2 separate regions of the Callithrix jacchus genome follow, and region 2 is linked to region 1. Evidence: chromatin contacts called from public Hi-C data. All regions are on one chromosome and are shown on one strand. The core of a region is the stretch at or near the end of the contact, and the rest is flanking DNA. Distances in the headings are between cores, read along the strand shown. Region 1 holds the start of RHAG (Rh associated glycoprotein). Region 2 holds the start of CRISP1 (cysteine rich secretory protein 1).

What was found. Hi-C and Micro-C count contacts between places; a contact is called where the count stands out from the background.
Region 2: a Hi-C map of induced pluripotent stem cells shows a contact between it and region 1, with 2.5 times the contacts expected there. The contact joins the promoter of CRISP1 here to the promoter of RHAG in region 1. A contact is called at or near these places in 3 of 3 Hi-C or Micro-C datasets (induced pluripotent stem cells and skeletal muscle).

Annotation. Positions count from the first base shown.
Region 1 is chr4:57,881,340-57,886,892 of calJac240_pri, forward strand. It overlaps RHAG (Rh associated glycoprotein), which reads right to left and starts at 3,439. Exons shown (of 10, transcript XM_002746609.7): 1 at 3,259-3,439. The coding sequence starts at 3,412.
Region 2 is chr4:58,148,861-58,154,413 of calJac240_pri, forward strand. It overlaps CRISP1 (cysteine rich secretory protein 1), which reads right to left and starts at 3,196. Exons shown (of 7, transcript XM_002746635.5): 1 at 3,126-3,196. The coding sequence starts at 3,191.

The sequences.
Region 1 (5,553 bases), core at 2,189-4,688:
CTCTGAGCCTTCCAAACTGTTTCACCCTCTGCTTGTTACCCAGTTCCAAAGTTGCTTTCACATTTTCGGCTATCTTTACAGCAGCATCCTGCTCCACTGGTACCAATTTACTGTATTAGTCTGTTCTCACGCTGCTAATAAAGACACACCTGAGACTGGATCATTTACAAAGCAAAGAGGTTTCATTGACTCACAGTTCCACATTGCTGGGGAGGCCTCACAATTGTGATGCAAGGCGAATGAGGAGCAAAACTGTGTCTTACATGGTGGCAGGTGAGAGATCTTGTGTAGGGGAACTCCCCTTTATAAAACCATCAGATCTTGTGAGACTTATTCAGTATCAAAACTCTCCTTTTGTCTTCTATTTCTTATATGTATATGCCAGCTGCTTTGTTTTCTCACATAATCCTGGTGAAGAGAGGCTAAAAATACATCTTCTCTTGTCCAAATGCATTTATATCTCTAATCTTGCTTTGTTTCTAGAAATGGCATTTTTTTAAACCATCTAAATATATGGAATACATTTACACATTGAGATGTGTCTGGTCACACATCTCCTTGTCTGCATTCCTCCCTGGAATGTAAACTTTGTGAGGATATGGACTTTGCCCATTTTGTCTTTTTTTTCATTTACTTTCCTTTTTAAAATTGATATATAATATTTACATACATTTATGGTATACATGTAGATGGTATTTTGATAAATGCATGTGATGTGTAATAATCAAATCATGTTATTCAGGATATCCATCACCTTGAACATTTATCATTTCTTTGTATAGGAAACATTTCAAATTTTCTCTTCTAGTTATCTGGAAATATATAACACATTGTTGTTAACTACCATCACCTTATCATACTAACGAACACTAAAACGTATTCCTTTTATCTAACTGTATATTTATATTCATTAACCAAACTTTCCTCATCACATTCCCTGTTCCAACACCCTTCCTAGCCTCTAGTAATCATCATTCGACTCTCTACCTCCATGCAAAGAAAAGGGAATTCTTACACACTGTTGGTAGGAATGTAAATTATAATGTAAACAATATGGAAGTTTCTCAAAAAACTAAAAATAGAACTATCACATGAACCAGCAATCTCACTACTAGGTAAATTTACAAAGAAAAGGAAATCAATATGTTGAAGAGAAAGAGATACCTGCACTCTTACATTTATGCAGCACAATTCACGATAGCCAAGATATGGAATCAACCTAAGTATCCATCAGTGGATGAATAGATAAAGAAAATGTGGCACATATACACAATAGAATCCCATTTTGTTTGTTTGATTCACTTTTTAGTGCCTAAAAGCTTGAGAGATTTGGAGATTACTTGCAAGAATTGGGAGCTTAATAAATATTTTCTTCATGAATCATAAAATCAATTTTTATGTTTCTTACAAGTGGTGTAGAAGAGTGATGTGACTATTAAACTATATTTTTAAACAGCTTTATCAAGATATAATTGACATAAAATTACATATATTTCAGACATACAAATTGACATTTAGATATACATATACTTTGTGGAATGATCACTACAATCAGGCTAGTTAACACATCTATTACTTTTACATTGTTACCATTGTGTGTGTATATATGTGTGTGTTTGTGTGTGTGCGCATGTGTGTGGGGGAACAAGATATCCCCTCAGCAAATTACAATATCCATACAGTATTGTTAACTGTCATCATTATGCTGTACTGTAGATATCCAAAAATTATTTATCTATTGTTAGGTTACTGAAAAATGACCATGTTTAGCGACTTTTCTTCAACTTGGTTTTGATTTCAAATTGTGAATTGAAGTTTTACCTAGGACCTTTGATGCTGAAACTTAGAAAGTTCAGCTTGAATCATGCAATTATTAAGCTCTTAAAGTCTTAAGATGACTTTGTGTAAATCATGCTAATCTTAGATCATATTTTTGGCATTTTTAATATCATATTTCATCTTTTATTTACAGATGTGCCAGATAGTGGAGTCTTAGAATAAAAGAATCATATTTGTTTTATTTTTGAATAAGTTTGCTGTAGCACAGGCTTAGTACTTAATATTTACCAAATGAGTAAATGAATGAATGAATGTAGTATACAAAAGCATACATAGTTGAACATAATTTTTTTGTTTTATTCTCTAACTTGGAAATTATAATACTTATTTAATCAAGAACCCTCTTAAACATCTATGCAGTGTAAATACAACTAGACTTGGAGTCTAGTTTTTTCCGTCTTACTATCCTAAGTCTGTCCTTAATTTTCAATTTTGTATTTTTACTAAGTCACTTAGCAAACTTAGGCCATAATTTCTTCGTGGGAGTACCCCCATGATACTAATTACCTCAAAAAATGTAGAAATAAAAGGGAGTATCAAACTGTTTTTTAAAAGCTTAGACATATGCTGTGAACTGTAATAAACATTATATTATTTTAAATAATTTTTATATTTTTAAAATTATTTGAGCCTTACTTAAGAAAAGTAAGTAGTCTATATAATGGTGACATACTACTGTCTCCCTTCCTGCTTAATGAGGTAATGTATGCATCTGGTTCATAATAAAGACTCAATAAATGGTAGTTGTCATTGTTGTATTAACTATTTTACAGCCTGCCCATCCAAACTTGAAATTACATTTCTTTCTTCACTCAGTCGTCATTTCAAAAGAAGAATTTTCTTTTTAAATATGGTAGGTATTCACACATTTCTTTTCATCTCAAAGGAAATAAACAACTTCCTTTCAGAATATTATAAAACCCTGAGTACATCTTTTTAATGAAAACTCCATTAACTTCCTACAACATACTAAATACCCCTTCTCATTCTTTGGAATCAAATTCCACATAAAATCTAGGGTCCTCTTCTTATAACTCCATTTTCTTAGAACTCTCTTTCATCCAAAGTTATCTTTGGCCCTTTCAGTGGGGAATGCAAAGGAGGTGTGATACTTTTCTTTGCAGAGCTAGTGACTAACTGAAGGGAAAAAGAAGGTCATTTAGCAGTAGATAATCAATACAAAAAGCATCAATTATTTTAATGTTCAGCTTCTTGTTCTGATATTTTAATAGAAAAAAGTTTTAACCAAACACCTTAATCACAGAGTAGAAGGCCAAATGCCATAGTGGAAATATGTTGCACTCATAACTATCATGTAATTCTACAAGGAGCTCAAAGGTTTACAGTATTCAATGGTTTTATATTCTGAGAACCTGAAGAACCCAAAAATGTATAGGAAGTAGTAAATTGCCTACTCACGAGGATATAACTCAAGGAATGTGGCCAAGTCTGTTGGCTTGGTGATGTTGCGCTGCTGAGTATGCTGGTCCGTTTCATATTGAACAAATAATCCAAATAAAACAATCATGAAAATTTCCAGGCCTATGGCTATGAGAGGGAATTTGAACCTCATGTTTGTGGCAAAGGACAGAGGCACACTGAGAGCTTCACAGGCTGTGAGATGTTGATAAGAACAAAGGACTGCTCTGTGTGCAGAATTTTACTGCATGTTCAAGGAACCCCGATGACATCACAAGAAAAAAAATGGGCAAGACTGGTTAAAATGCTCCACCCACTGGGGAAAATTATGCTCTGTAATCTAATAGTTATTCTAAATGTTGATTTGAAGAATATGCAATGAAGTTGTGAGAAGCTGGGTGATGCCAATGATCTATCGGATAGGTCTCTAGAATCATGTTTAACTCAGTTTAGTAGACATTTCTTGAGGGCTTATTGTATGCCAAACATTGTGGTAGGCTTCGTAGAAGCCATGAATTTAAAGAAAAAGATAGAATTGGTCTATTAACTTCTTGAGGAAATTAAGGATCTAGTTGGAAAAACATAAATATAAGCAAATGATTATAAAAAAACGTATAAGTGATATAATAGTGGTTATGAAAGTATTAGGAAACGTAAATAAGGCAGTGATACTTTTTGCCTTAGGCCAAGAACATTAGCATATAAAATAATATCGATGTAAGAACTAAAAAATTAACAGGGTTTTGCAAGTGAAACAGATGGAGGAAATGGTATAAAGCTTGGGAGAACATGGCATGTTTTGGAAATGGCCATTAGTCAAGCAAAGCTGGAACCTAAAAGAGATGAGGAGGAAAGGAGGAAGTGGCAGAGATAATGTTGTAATGGAGGTGGCCGTGTTGTAAAGTCCCTCACATTCAATATTGAAGATGCTAGATGTTAAATCTTATCCCATGAGCAATGAGGAATATATAGGACTGCAAGGGGAAGTTTTGTTTATTTATGAAGTTTTTCTTGACTCCTTACTCTGATTTGCACAACTGTAAATAAGGAAGTACCCAAATGGGTTGTGATATATGTTTTAGTCTTAAACAGAAAGAGACTGAACTTAAACAGGAACGTAACTAATCTATCATCCTGATAGATAGTTAAGTGTAAATAAGATGCAAAGCAATTTAAAACTATCATATGGGTGGAGGAATTCTTGTCTCCACTATGGAATTGTTCTCATGGCAGAATAAACCTGTTTTTGAGAACCAAGAGTTACCAGTTAAATAAAATTTCTTTCATGAAGCCCAATTTCCAAAATATTCTATGCAGAATTTGGAGAGAGCGTGCAAATGACTGCCAGGCCAAAGTCTACATTATAACAAATATTTGTAAAACAAAGCACCAGGATTTTTTGGTCTTTCTGGTATGATTTTCCACAGTAGAATGTGATATGTTAGGAATAAACAATCTCTGAAATTCTATAAATATACAAACACTTTGAAAAAAAGCGACTATTTCCATTATTCCTTATAGCATAGCACAAGAGGAGTGGGTTCACATGCTTAGCTATAAAAATACATTTGTACATCACACACTTTAATTTTTGGTTTTGCAGTACCCTAAAGAGTGTTCCAACGAATCCTCGATGCAAAATATTTGCATTAATAAACTATATATAAATTTGTGAAAACTAAGTATCAAATTATAAATTGCAAGAATATCTAAACAATATCACAAATCAATATGGTTTTAAATTCTTTAATAAAAAGTGACACCATATATTAAATAACCCAAGACCTGTGGCCTCTCTTCTTCTCTGGGACATTTTCAGCAGCTCAGCAACTTCTCAACGCATGGAGAGTAGAGGATTCTATTCATACAGGTGATGGTACTACGCTAGGACTTTGAGGAGTTCAGATTTGTTGTCTTCTTATGAATTTAGGCCCTCGCATTGAAATACGCTGCATCATGTGCCATCTGGGAAAATAGTTCTCTTGTTCAGTTCTTCACATAAGCTGCTCTTTCTAATTGGAACTTGTCCCACATACTCTCTGCCCCCAACCCTCTATACATCATCCATCATTCTTCAGTTTTCAGATAAAATGTTACTTTCTCAGAAAAGCCTTCCTTGATCTCCCATCTTAAACCAGGTTTTCACTGTTATCTCTCATTGAATTGTGGTCTTTTTTTTGCATTTAGTATAGTTGGCTGTCTGCGGTGTGTGCTATATTTATGTAGTGTTTTTATTTACATGTTATTTTTAAGAATGGTTGTTTCCCTTACTGACCTGCTAGCTCCACAAGAACA
Region 2 (5,553 bases), core at 1,946-4,445, 270 kb after region 1:
TCTACTAATCTACCTGTATCAGTCCCTTTCTTTCCTCCTCTTCTGTGGTACTAGAGAATGGGTCACTCTTTCTAATCTTTGTAAGGTTCAACTTTCCAACAGTCTTATTAAATCCATTTTCTTCTATCATCCCCCAAATCTTACATTATTTATTTTCTTTTCATTTTGTGTTTGTTGACAGTCACTCTTTCCTTTTGGCCCTTCCCAGTGGTGTTCATTTATGATTCTGCAGCTTAGATCTTTTTTTTTTTTTTTTTTTCTGAGAAGAAATCTGGCTCTGTTGCCCAGGCTGAAGTGCAGTAGCACGATCTTGGCTCACTGCAGCTTCTGTCTCCAGGCTCAAGCCATTCTCCTGCCTAAGCCTCCCAAGTAGCTGGGATTACAGGTGTGTACCACCATGCCTGGCTACACGCTGCTTATATCTTAAATAAGCGAACATCTCTTCATTTACCTCACTTTCGCATTCAACTATTGATCTCTGTCTCTACTCTTTCCCTATCAATATTCTGGAAAACGTTGCCAAATCTGGTTGTCTATAATTACCCAAGTAATAGACTCTTGCATTTACTTCCCCCGTTTTTTCAATAATATATTCTCTGTCACAGGTGATCCACCTCCCCCGTTGCTTAGGCATTAGGCAATGTCTGGAGAAATTTGGTGTTGTCCTGATGGGCGTGAGAGGGGGAGAGTGCTCCTGCCATCTTGTGAATAGAGAGCAAGGGTGCTACTGCTAAATTCCTACGAGGCACAGGATAGCCCCACACTACACCAAATAATTGTCCCATAGAAAATGGCAATAAGGTTCAAGGTGGGAAACCCTACATTAAAAATTCTCCTTTTAAGGTGTCTGACAAGCTCAATTTGCATATCCAATATTGTTTTGCTGACTTTATTCTACTTGGTTTATTGGCAGCTGACTCCTATGACAAAGCTTTCAGTGTAGAAATACTCTTTCTTCCAGTGTAAGGAACAAAACACTCTATTTTTTTCTTTCCTTTCAGACTTCTCTGCTTCCTTCACTTGGACTGATTGTGGCTACTGCCTGCTTTCCACTGGCCTCCCTGAATCCACTAATGCTTTACTACGTCTATATTCTCTCTCCCACTCCTTGATGCATCGTTTCATAATTCATTCTCCAGTCATCATTCAGAATAAAAAATTTAAAAACAGTTTACCATTCATAAAAAGGGGAACTAAATCTTTAACAAGGCCTTTGAATACTCTGTTTATTTTTCAGCCTCTATTTAGGATATAAATACATATACACCCTTATCTCTGCTGTAGACACACTGATTTTTTTTGGTTGTTGTTACCTGAATGTGCCTATTTCCCTCCTGCCTTAGAATATTTGCCCATGCCTGTACGTTTGATAGCACACCTTGTGAGCTTGCAAGACCGACTTATTCTTCAGATCCCAGGTCTACTGTGTGCTCAGAGAAATCTCTAATTAACTCAGACAAGATTCAGTCTGCCTGTTACCTGATCATAATTCTCTATAGTTTTCCTTAAAAAACTTTTTGGGTAATATCTACCAGATTGTCATGGAAAACTACCTATATCAATAGTAAAAGCAATTTATGTTAAATTAGATGATTAATATCCCAGAAAACTCTGACACTATTGGAAGTTTAAAATACCATTCAGGTCTGGTGGTTAGTTTATTTGCTTTCTACTGGAGTCTGAAAAGAGAAAGCAGAAGACTATGTTTTTGTGGGCAGATTCAACACATTATTTACTTTAACTGGGACTCATTTAAAGTTTGTGTAATAAATTTGTGTTGGGTACTTAATTTATCATCTGCTTTAAATTTAAAATTCTTAGGCCTTTATTTTATGACCAAGCTGTCTATAAAATGAATGAAAATATTCTAATAATTCTCTGTTATAGGACATAAACATGTTGTTTTGTCAATGCTTTCCACTTTTTCTTTTATATTCTTGGTCAAAAGTGAATTGGGTATGGTTTCTCTTGGATGAGAGGAGTTCTACCTATCTCCTCTTTGCTCTGGACTTTTAACTAGTGATACTAATTTCTTCTTTCACATGGCAATCTGGGCTAGGCTGTTTCCCAGAACTGGGCCTAAGTGGTCTAGACAGCCTAGTACTAGGTCTTGATGGTAAATATAGGTTTCTGACTGTTTGCCTTTGTCCCCTCCTCTGGAGTGGTTGCTATGCTTCAGGTTAGCTTTTTCCTTATGAAGCATAAAAATCACCCTTTCACGGTGGGGAAGTAAAATGATCAGATAATCAGAGGAAAGGAAGAAGTCTTACTGAGGACTCTAATTCCAGCTTACTGGAGGATTACTGGACATTAAACATGAGCTCCACCTAGTCTCTCTTTGGGGAAGAGGAGTGAGTAATAGGATCCAAACACCAAACCAACACCCGAATAGCCTAATGCCTAAGGATTTTTTTTTAACCATAAAACTAAGTGCCTTTTATTTCTTACTTCTCTTACCTGGGCTATGAAAATATAAAAGCCACTCATTTTCTATACCAAAGTTATTTATTTCAATTTGTCATAAAGTTTTGAGTAAATTAAAATATATATTATTTTCTTTATATCATTCAAGTTATTTAAAGGTGGATATTATTCTCTGATCATAAAATATTATATCACTAAGAGTTTTACTTCTGTTTTGTGACAGTTAAAATTGTTGTTTTTAAGAATGAGTGAGATTCAGGTCATATATCTTGATACCATCACTTACGGCTCCTCACGTCACTCTGTGCTGTTGGCACCTTTCCATTTTATATTTAATTTTGACATTTTAAATTCTTATTATAGTAAAAACTTATATAGTTTATCTGTGCTTTTTTGCTTGTATTATCCAGAGGGGCTGCAGTGAAATAGATATGGACCTAACTGATTAAGTATAATTTCAGGCCCTGCGATGTTCTACTTCTCAGGTATTAGCCATATGACTCACCCTTCCCTTTCTTTGGTTCTTTTCTTAATAATATGGTATTAAGATGAGCACTTGCCTAAGAGGGCTATTGTGGAAACAGAGTGAGTAATGGGTGTAGTGGCCTTACAACAGTGCATCTAACATAGTGAATTAGATTTAAGTGTTAACTCTTAGCTTTATTTAGAAAGTAATTATGAAACATACAACCCTCACATACTTTCATGGCCAACATAGGCAGTAAGCAAGCAGCAGCAACCAAAAACACGAGGTGTTTAATTGCCATCCCTGAAAAGAAAAAATAACACAATTTTAGATTATTCTTAACTCATAGGATAACATCTTGTATAAACCTTATTTGAACCACTTTTATATGTGTTTGCACTTTTTTTTTCCAAAAGAAACCTTCAGGATCTGAACAAGGTTTAATGTGGGACCCATATAGGAAGACAGGACTGTTGTTAGAAGTATAATAGACTCTCAAAAATATAAATTGTTTTAATCCCTGGACCTTTGAATATGTTATATTGTGTGACATAAGGTAATTAAGGTAGCATATGGAATTCAAACTGCTAATCAGCTAACATTAAAGTAGGGAGACTGTCCTGAAATATCTGGGTGGACCCAATATAATCATAAGGGTATTTAATGTCGAAGAGGAAGTCAGAAGAGTCAACGTCAGTGATGAGCACGAGACAGACTTGACCAGTCATACTGAATTTGAAGACAAGGAAGATACTCTGAGCTAAGGAATATAGATGGCTTCTGGACATAGAAAAAGGTAAAGAAACAGATTCTGCCCTTAGAGTTTCCCTGTTGACAACCTGATTTTAGCCCAGTGAAACTTATTTGAATTTCTGATCTCTGGAACAATAGGATAATAAACCTCTATTTATTTTAGAACATTGAATTTCTGGTAACTTGTTATAATAGCGAGAAGAAACTAATATAAGAACACAGAAAGATTTGATTTAAACTCTCCATCAGCTACAAAGTAGAGGAATAATTTGTTACAACTAATTTATGTAAGTGACTTAGAGATATTCTATAATATCTGATCACCTTGCTAAGCATGGCTGTCATTATGAGTCAGAAAAATCAGAGCAAATGTACCTTCTTTATTTTTAGTTAACATAGCTAGCTAACTCTAAGATATTAATAAATATAGACGATTAAATTCGGTTGGCACCTTCTTTTCACCATCTGCTAAGTTTATTTCTGAATTAATTCTGCTGTGTGAGATGCAAAACAGGCTAAGTTTGGTTTTTATTTTATAAAACCAAACACTTTTAAAGAGCAAGGTAACAAATTTGTGCAGAATAATACAGTGCAATTACTCATGCTTTTTCACCCAATGATGTAGTTCACCATTGCTCTCACACATCCCCTGCTTACTGCCAGACATGCTTAATATGAGAGAGAACTCTCTAAATCAATTCTTTCAGAAACAAGCACATGTAAGCAATCTCACCTTTATCACTCTTTTTCATCTATTTCCTTTCCTTTCTTTCTCCCTCCAAATATTAACATAACCTTTCATGTCAGGATTTATTATAATATGGTGACATAGGTGATGAAATGTCCCTTTCTCTTACTAATCCTCAAAAAATCTAGTAAAGCAGATAATTTTAACCCTGAAGTAATTGAAAAAAAAGTAAACTAAATGGTAGATTCTGAGGGGAGGGCCTTTAAAATAGCAGACTAAGCATCTGGCACTTGCCTTCTCTATAAAGAAGTACCAAAATAAGAAATAGATAATTAAAATTCAAATAGACCATCTCGTATTCAACAGAGAAGAAACACCTAAACCAAGGAAAGAGAGAAAAACATGGCAGTGTGCTCAGTTGGGATAGGCTGGGAGCCTGGAAAGGCTCCTTAATGCATGCAAAGGGTAAGTGAGTGACCCCCACTAGGGCACATTTTCACCATGGACTTCTGCATCCTAGCCATTGGGATGCCCCTAGGCCCTCACAGACCCCTGAGACTAACAGAGAGTTGCCTGGAGACTGCACAAAGGCATAGTTCCAGAGGATTGTTCATGGTAGGTCCCATGGGTTTTACACACTCTTGAGTCCTAGGCAGCTATGGAAAGGTGTTTTATTGACAGTCTATTTCCAACCCAGCTGCATCCTGCACAGGGGCCAACAGTCCTTACATATCCACATCCGGAACTGCATTGACATTTCTCACCTGTAGCATCTGCTACAGCTAGCTGTTGCTCCCAGAGATTATACATTTAACAAGTGCTTAAAGAAAAAAAAAAAAAAAAGAAACAACTTCCACCCATGGATACTGTAACCAAGAAAGTTGTCCTTCATAAATGAAAGATGAAAAAAAAGTATTGTCCAGATAAGCAAAAGCTGAGGGAATTTACTACCATTAATTAGACTGGCTCTACCAGGAATGCTTAAGAGTCCTACACATGGAAGTGAAAAGATATCTACCATCATGAAAACACACAAAAGTATTAAACCCACTGGTAGAGCAAATACAAATAAGGAAGAGAAAGAACTCAAATGTTATCACTACATAAGACCACCTAACCACAATGAAAAACAATAAGAGAAAAAGGAAACCAAAAATATACAAAACAAATAGAAATCAACTAATAAAAGGAGATATCAATAAAAACATTGAATGCACATGGA